Linked DNA regions of Sus scrofa: region 2 is linked to region 1. Evidence: chromatin contacts called from public promoter capture Hi-C data. All regions are on one chromosome and are shown on one strand. Each heading gives the region's core, a stretch centred on a gene start, on an enhancer-like site or on the middle of the called end of the contact. The rest is flanking DNA. Distances are from core to core; before and after follow the strand shown.

What was found. Promoter capture Hi-C pulls out the DNA fragments that hold promoters and counts their contacts.
Region 2: a contact with region 1 is called in a promoter capture Hi-C map of liver, with 6 times the contacts expected there. The contact joins the promoter of GPRASP1 here to the promoter of HNRNPH2 in region 1. A contact is called at or near these places in 1 of 5 promoter capture datasets (liver) and 3 of 47 Hi-C or Micro-C datasets (heart right ventricle, liver and mesenteric adipose tissue).

Annotation. Positions count from the first base shown.
Region 1 is chrX:83,031,154-83,034,137 of Sscrofa11.1, reverse strand. HNRNPH2 (heterogeneous nuclear ribonucleoprotein H2) reads right to left here and starts at 1,613. Exons shown (of 2, transcript XM_021079664.1): 1 at 1,424-1,613. It overlaps GLA (galactosidase alpha), which reads left to right and starts at 1,865. Exons shown (of 7, transcript NM_001177925.1): 1 at 1,865-2,070. The coding sequence starts at 1,865.
Region 2 is chrX:83,763,652-83,766,635 of Sscrofa11.1, reverse strand. It overlaps GPRASP1 (G-protein coupled receptor-associated sorting protein 1), which reads right to left and starts at 1,426. Exons shown (of 11, transcript XM_021079932.1): 1 at 1,278-1,426; 2 at 998-1,056. It overlaps ARMCX5 (armadillo repeat-containing X-linked protein 5), which reads right to left. Exons shown (of 5, transcript XM_021079854.1): 3 at 1,278-1,499.

The sequences.
Region 1 (2,984 bases), core at 364-2,863:
AAAGTATACCCAGGCATGTATATACATATGTAAATGCAGAGAAGTTCTGGAGGGATATGAGTTGTTTTTTTGAGAAAATGAGGACTAGCGGGTAGGAAGAGTGAAGTGGATTTTTCACTTTTTACCCTGTATACTTCTACATAGTTTTAACTTTTAAATCACTGTAATTAGAATAAAGAGCAATGTTAGAAAAGTACGTGTTAATATGGCACATGTTAATAGTGGTTACTCTGGTAGATTTATGGATTTTTCAAAATTTTTGTCAATTTTTTGTGCCTTCTTGATTTTCTATAGAGAGTAGTTACCTTTATTTCAGGGAAAAATAACAGAAAACTAACAAAATGTTTACTTTTCTGGGATTGGTAGAGCAAATTTTATAAAATTTTCTCATTTTGTATGTGGATGACTTATCTGACACGGTCTGGGGAACACTGGGCCTCTTGGAAAGAAAGGACAAAGTGTAATAACTGCCCTAAAACTACACTGAGGATTCAAGTCAACATTTACTAATTGCCTATTATGTGCCTGGAACACTGCATCTGCCATGATAATAGCCTTCCTACGGACCGTCTTTAGTCTGAGTGACAGATTTACGAACTGGTATTTTGCCTGCCTTATTTCTTGGATGACCCATCCCATTTAACGTCCCTACAGCACTCTAGGCTTTCACGTCCCCCACTGTAGTGGCAGGGAAGTTCTACTTCATTACTGTGACTCCTGGGAAGGCCACGAGGACTCTGTTGCCTGAAGTAGGACCCAGGATTCCATTTAGGAGTGAAGAATTTGTGCACCTATGCCTGTGATATGTACAGACTTTTTATAGACCAAAATGCTGAGCTGTTATCTCTGGGTGTATTTTTTTTTAATTTATAGTATACTGTTATTTTTCCAATGTTCAAAATTGAGCATGTGAATTGTTACAAGCAGAAAAATAAACGTTATTTAAATATTTAATTCAATTTTTAAAAATTCCTTGGGCGCCTCTGTGAGGCACGCAGCATTTGCCTAGACGTGACTCTACAGATCAAATTCGCTTGGTGCCTCCCCCTACAGACAGACAATCAGGCACTGGAGACTGGGTGCCTGAATGGATGGACCAGCACTCAGACCTCTGGTCTCAAGATCAGGATCTTCCTAAACTAGGGACGTGGTTTTCCAATGTCTTTCAGCTTATGGTTTCTCTTAAGGGTCCTCTGAGACCCGCCCAGACAGACAGATATACAAAAACACAGACACAGTCACGAAACGTCCACCATTTCCCCACCAGGCGCAGCAAAGGCGGCTTCCCGGCACTGAGACGGGGGGAGGGGAGAGCGGGGGAGCGGAAAGCAGGGAACGAAAAAGGCGGAGGCGGCCCGCGGACCCCGCTTTGGTCTTCATCATCACCACCCCCCGGGGCCCCGGCTCCCACCCACACACCAACCTCTAACGATACCGGATAATTTTCCTCTTTCTTCCCTCAAACGGCTATAGCGAGACGGTAGACGACGACCAGAACTACTTCTGCTCACGTAAGCGACTGGTCACGTGAGGACCTACGTCATGTGAGATCTCGGTCACGTGAGCACTGCTCGGCTCTACCGCGGGATCATTAAAGTGCCGCACTTCCTTCTGGTATGACAATAGGGCGGGTCGATATTCAGAAAAAGATGGTATGGTTGGTGGCGGGGCGTCTTCTCTGACTGGTTATTGGTCCGCCTCTGGGGATAACCATCCCAGTTGCCGGAGAAACAGTTTCGTCATTGCTTAACAACTCACCGATGATTGGGTAGGCGAGCGAAGTTGGGTTCCGCGGGCCGCCTCCGCCTTTTTAGCCCTTAAGAACCTAGAAGCCCAGGTGACTCCTGGAGATCTCTGTTGCGTGATGACAGCTACGATGAAGCCGGTGAGCAGGGTCCGGCGGCTGGGCTACGTGCTGCCATTTTGCTTCCTGGCCCAGGTTCTCTGGGGCGTCCCAGGGGCCCGGGCCCTGAACAACGGCTTGGCGAGGACCCCTACCATGGGCTGGCTGCACTGGGAGCGCTTCATGTGCAATGTGGACTGTCAAGAAGATCCGGATTCCTGTATCAGGTATCAGAAATACTGGGTACATTCTTCCCTTCGCCTTTCCTTCCGGCTACCGTTGAAGGCATGGAGGGTCGCAGCGAGAAAATTCGAGCCCCAGGGAGAGCTGCCCTATTGCTCCTGCTTTTTTTTTTTTTTTTTATCGCCAGCAAACTAGCCTGGATGGGAACTAGCCCTAAATTTTCTCCATGTAGCCTCCCCACCCCACCCGCCGGGGTGGGAGTCCGGCCAGAGACCTCTACTTCTCCGCCTCTCTCTGCCTAATCACCCAGTTAAGGATGTTCTCCACTTATCATCTGGTTCTGTTCAGACCCTTATTAAGAGCTACTGCTCTCTCTCTGCGAGGTACTAGCAGTGAAGACAGCTGTGGTGAGTAGGAAGGACAGAGGACTATGACACGTGCCCTTTCTTCCTCTTTTTGGGTCATGGGTTCCTTGGCTGTAAGTGGAAGCAATTTAGAGAGACCATGGAGTCTCTGAGATCACCCCTTCCTGTAGCCCTTGAGTATAACATCTGGTTGGAAGGTTGACGTCAAGGGCCTTTATCTTTTGAAGATAAAAGGTTAGACTGGATAAGACAGATATTGATCCTATCTGATCCACACAGCCTTCATCTGTAAATTGTCACAGATTCAGCTCGGATCCTGCATTACTGTAGCCTTGGCATAGGCCAGAAGCTGCAGCTCCCATTAAACCTTAGCCTGGGAACTTCCCTATGCCACGGGAGTGGCCCTAAAAAAAAAAAAAAAAGAAAGAAAAAAAGAAAAGAAAAGACCAAAAAAAGCACAGTGCAGTACCAGGCCCTGCACTTGGGCATATAGAAGAAATGTTCTTAACCTGAACTGCATGGGGAAAATAAGGCAAATTTGCAAATATTAAGTATGTGTGTTTTTCTGAAGAGAGAATCTTGAACTTTGTTCA
Region 2 (2,984 bases), core at 177-2,676, 730 kb before region 1:
GGAGTCCTTGGTAGAGAGCAGCACCTAGGACACTGATTCTTTCTGGATAGAGGTACCGGACTGCCAAAAATTTCTATCTCCTTTTCTTCCTCCCCTCTGCCAAATCTCCAAGCTCCTCTGCTCCATTCTCAAAGTCTGACAATTCCCCTGCAGAGACAACTGAGACATTCCTCCAAGATAGTGGTGTTAGTAAGGGTAGAATGCTCAGAAAAACCATGGAAGCTGGCTGAGAAATCAATGAAAAGTATTATTTCTAAATTTCATCTAAGTTCTTGTGTTTCTTTCTCCTCCCCAAAGCCTACCATTGAAAATACGGTGCGACTAAGGGAGGCCTGTTTGGAAAGCTGGCAGAAAGAAGATCTGGAGCTTCCCCAAGACCCCTATCTGCTCTAGTCTTAACCATCCAAGCACTGCCCACTCTACAGAAATTAGGCCAAATTCCTTTTTCCTTTCCCCTTTCTTTTGAAGTTCGCTGACCCCTACAGATCTTTACAGAAACGTAGAGTACCGCAAATGTAGCAAGAAACCTACAGATATAAACGCATGATACACACTCAAAGGACCAAATGAGAAGACAGCAGGAGAGACTTGGTTATTAACGGTTAGCCTAGTAGCCAGGACAAGAGGCTCTTTTCTAATCCAGGGCCTTGATTATCAAACACAACCTCTTTATACACTTTTCCCTCTCAGGGGTCCCCAGACAACTGCTCTTGCCCACAGCAGCAGCCCCCTCCTCCTCCTAATATAATCCGCCATTTCTCCACTAGAAGCCGCTAACTACACTCTTTTCCTTCCCCAAACATGGTCGGAGGTGGGGCGACTGTCTGGAGATCAAGCTAGCATGAGGTAGATTTTAACTGATCGTTGGATGCCATTCAAATGACCCTCGTCCCTCTCTCCCTCTCACCGCCCGCACCCCATGACCAGGTCACATCTCCCACATTCACCTCTAACACCCACAGCCACACTCCCAAGCGATGCCTGCCTTCTCACTGACCTGCTCTGCTTGGATCAGAAGCAGTTTTCTCATTCCCTTGCCTCGAGAGATGCCGAGCCCTAAGAAAGAAGGTCAGACAGTCAGACGGACGCAAGAACACGAGACAATGGCGGCGACTATGTTTGGGGATGGGCCCTGCACCTGGGATTCAGGACGAGATACCTGCTTTATCAGATGAAGGGCCGTAACTGCAAAGAACTGTCACGTTTGGGTATTTCCTTCTTCTTCCCGTCCCCAGGACGCCTCAGCGACCCGCTCCTAGTGACTCTTTAACAGCTACCTTTCCCTCCGCAGACTTTGTCTCGCCACGTCCACTGAACCAAAACCGACAGCGGGCGCCGCGGAGGAGGAGTTTCAGGGGATCCGGCCTCACGGAAGCGGAGTGATACCGCGCTTTGCTTAGTGCCGCTCCTTCCTCTGCCGGCGAGCTCCGCCCCTCCCACCCGGGCTGTTCGGTGTGCTGGGTGGGCGGGGGCGGGGTCTGCATTTAGGAAAAACAGGGCTGGACGAGGAGACACAGACTAAAACCAAAGGGTCTCATGTTAAGTTTACCTCTCTCTGGAGTTCCCCGCTCCGCCCCAGGATACAATCTTTCCCTCTGAACTGAAATGTTGCCGGTTTCGGGAGTTGACGTCAGTGAATCAGCTCTGGCCTAATAAGGCGGACGGATACCAAAATGTAGTTTTTACACATTTCTCCCCTCCTGAGCCCTAGATCTGCAGGGGTGGGTGAGTGGGTTGCGGTAGGGGTCGGGGTAAGAAGGTTGGGGAAAAGGTTTGAGACAGAGAGGCTGAAAAGTGAAAGGAAGATAAATTCTCATCCTCTCTAAAATCTGTGTGTCCCCTCTGTGAGAGAGTCCCCTCCAAGCCGCCCCTCCCAGCACTCATTTTTTGGAAGGAATGGGCAGGACCTGAGCGGGGCGTCTGGAAAGCTGCTCAAGTTGGACTTGTTGATCAATACCAAATGCTTTAGTCTTCTCTTGTTCTTCTTTAAGTCTCTCGCCCTTACTCTCTCTTGCACAAAAATGGTCTAAGTTAAGGTGAGAAAGCAGAGATGCATGGAGTGAAGCTTATTAATATCACACTACTCTGGTGTGTACATACGCTATTTTTATGCTTCCGCCTCTCCTGATGCCCGCGATATTTTATGCACCTAGATACTTTGGAAAACAACTCTGTACTCATGGAAGAGGATTAATACTCAAGTATATTTGTACTCCTGAACCACTTCCCTCCTCCAGCTCCCACCCCTCCCCTTCATCCCACTGTATGGTTTCCTTATTTGTCACCTGAAAAGGAAGATGAAGTGGAAGAGAGTTAAGAAAGCAGAACTAAAGTGAGAACAGATTAAATGCCAAACCATCTGGTTATGGGCCCTTTTTAGGCCTGACCCACCATATTTCCTGCATAACGTGTCTGGTGAGGTAGAGGAAACATCAGGAAAGCAGGCTGGGAGGGGAGAGGCTATTTGAGGCCAGATGGTGCCAGGGTTCTGGGGCAGCCCTCCCCAATTCTGCTTCCCACCTTCAGGGGCCAAAGTCTGGAGGAAGGTGGGAGGGGGCGCCCAGGGAGGCCCATCCACTGCCCATCTTCTGAAGGAAGGCAGCCCTAGCTCTCTGGCCTGAGGACACAACCACTTGTCTGCACCAGTGGCCTCATTCTTTCTGCCACATTGTTGTTTTCTCATTACCACTGGTAACGCACTTTGCCATTTTTCTGTCCTCCCAGTTGCTCTAAGAGGACCTTTCCCTGTCAGGACCGACCCCCACCTGCTCAGACAATTCTCCCTCTCTGTCACCTCAGAGTCAGGTGTTAGATCCAGGTAGGGTCACACTCCTGGCTCCTCTTCTATTGTCCTAGAGAAAAGGGACACTACCTATGCACTCTCAAGGCAGATCCTAGCTGCTTTCCTGACTCCTATTTTCACTACTACATCCAGCCTAATGAATGTATATACTCATTCTTCCTGAATATAGAAAAAATTTTGA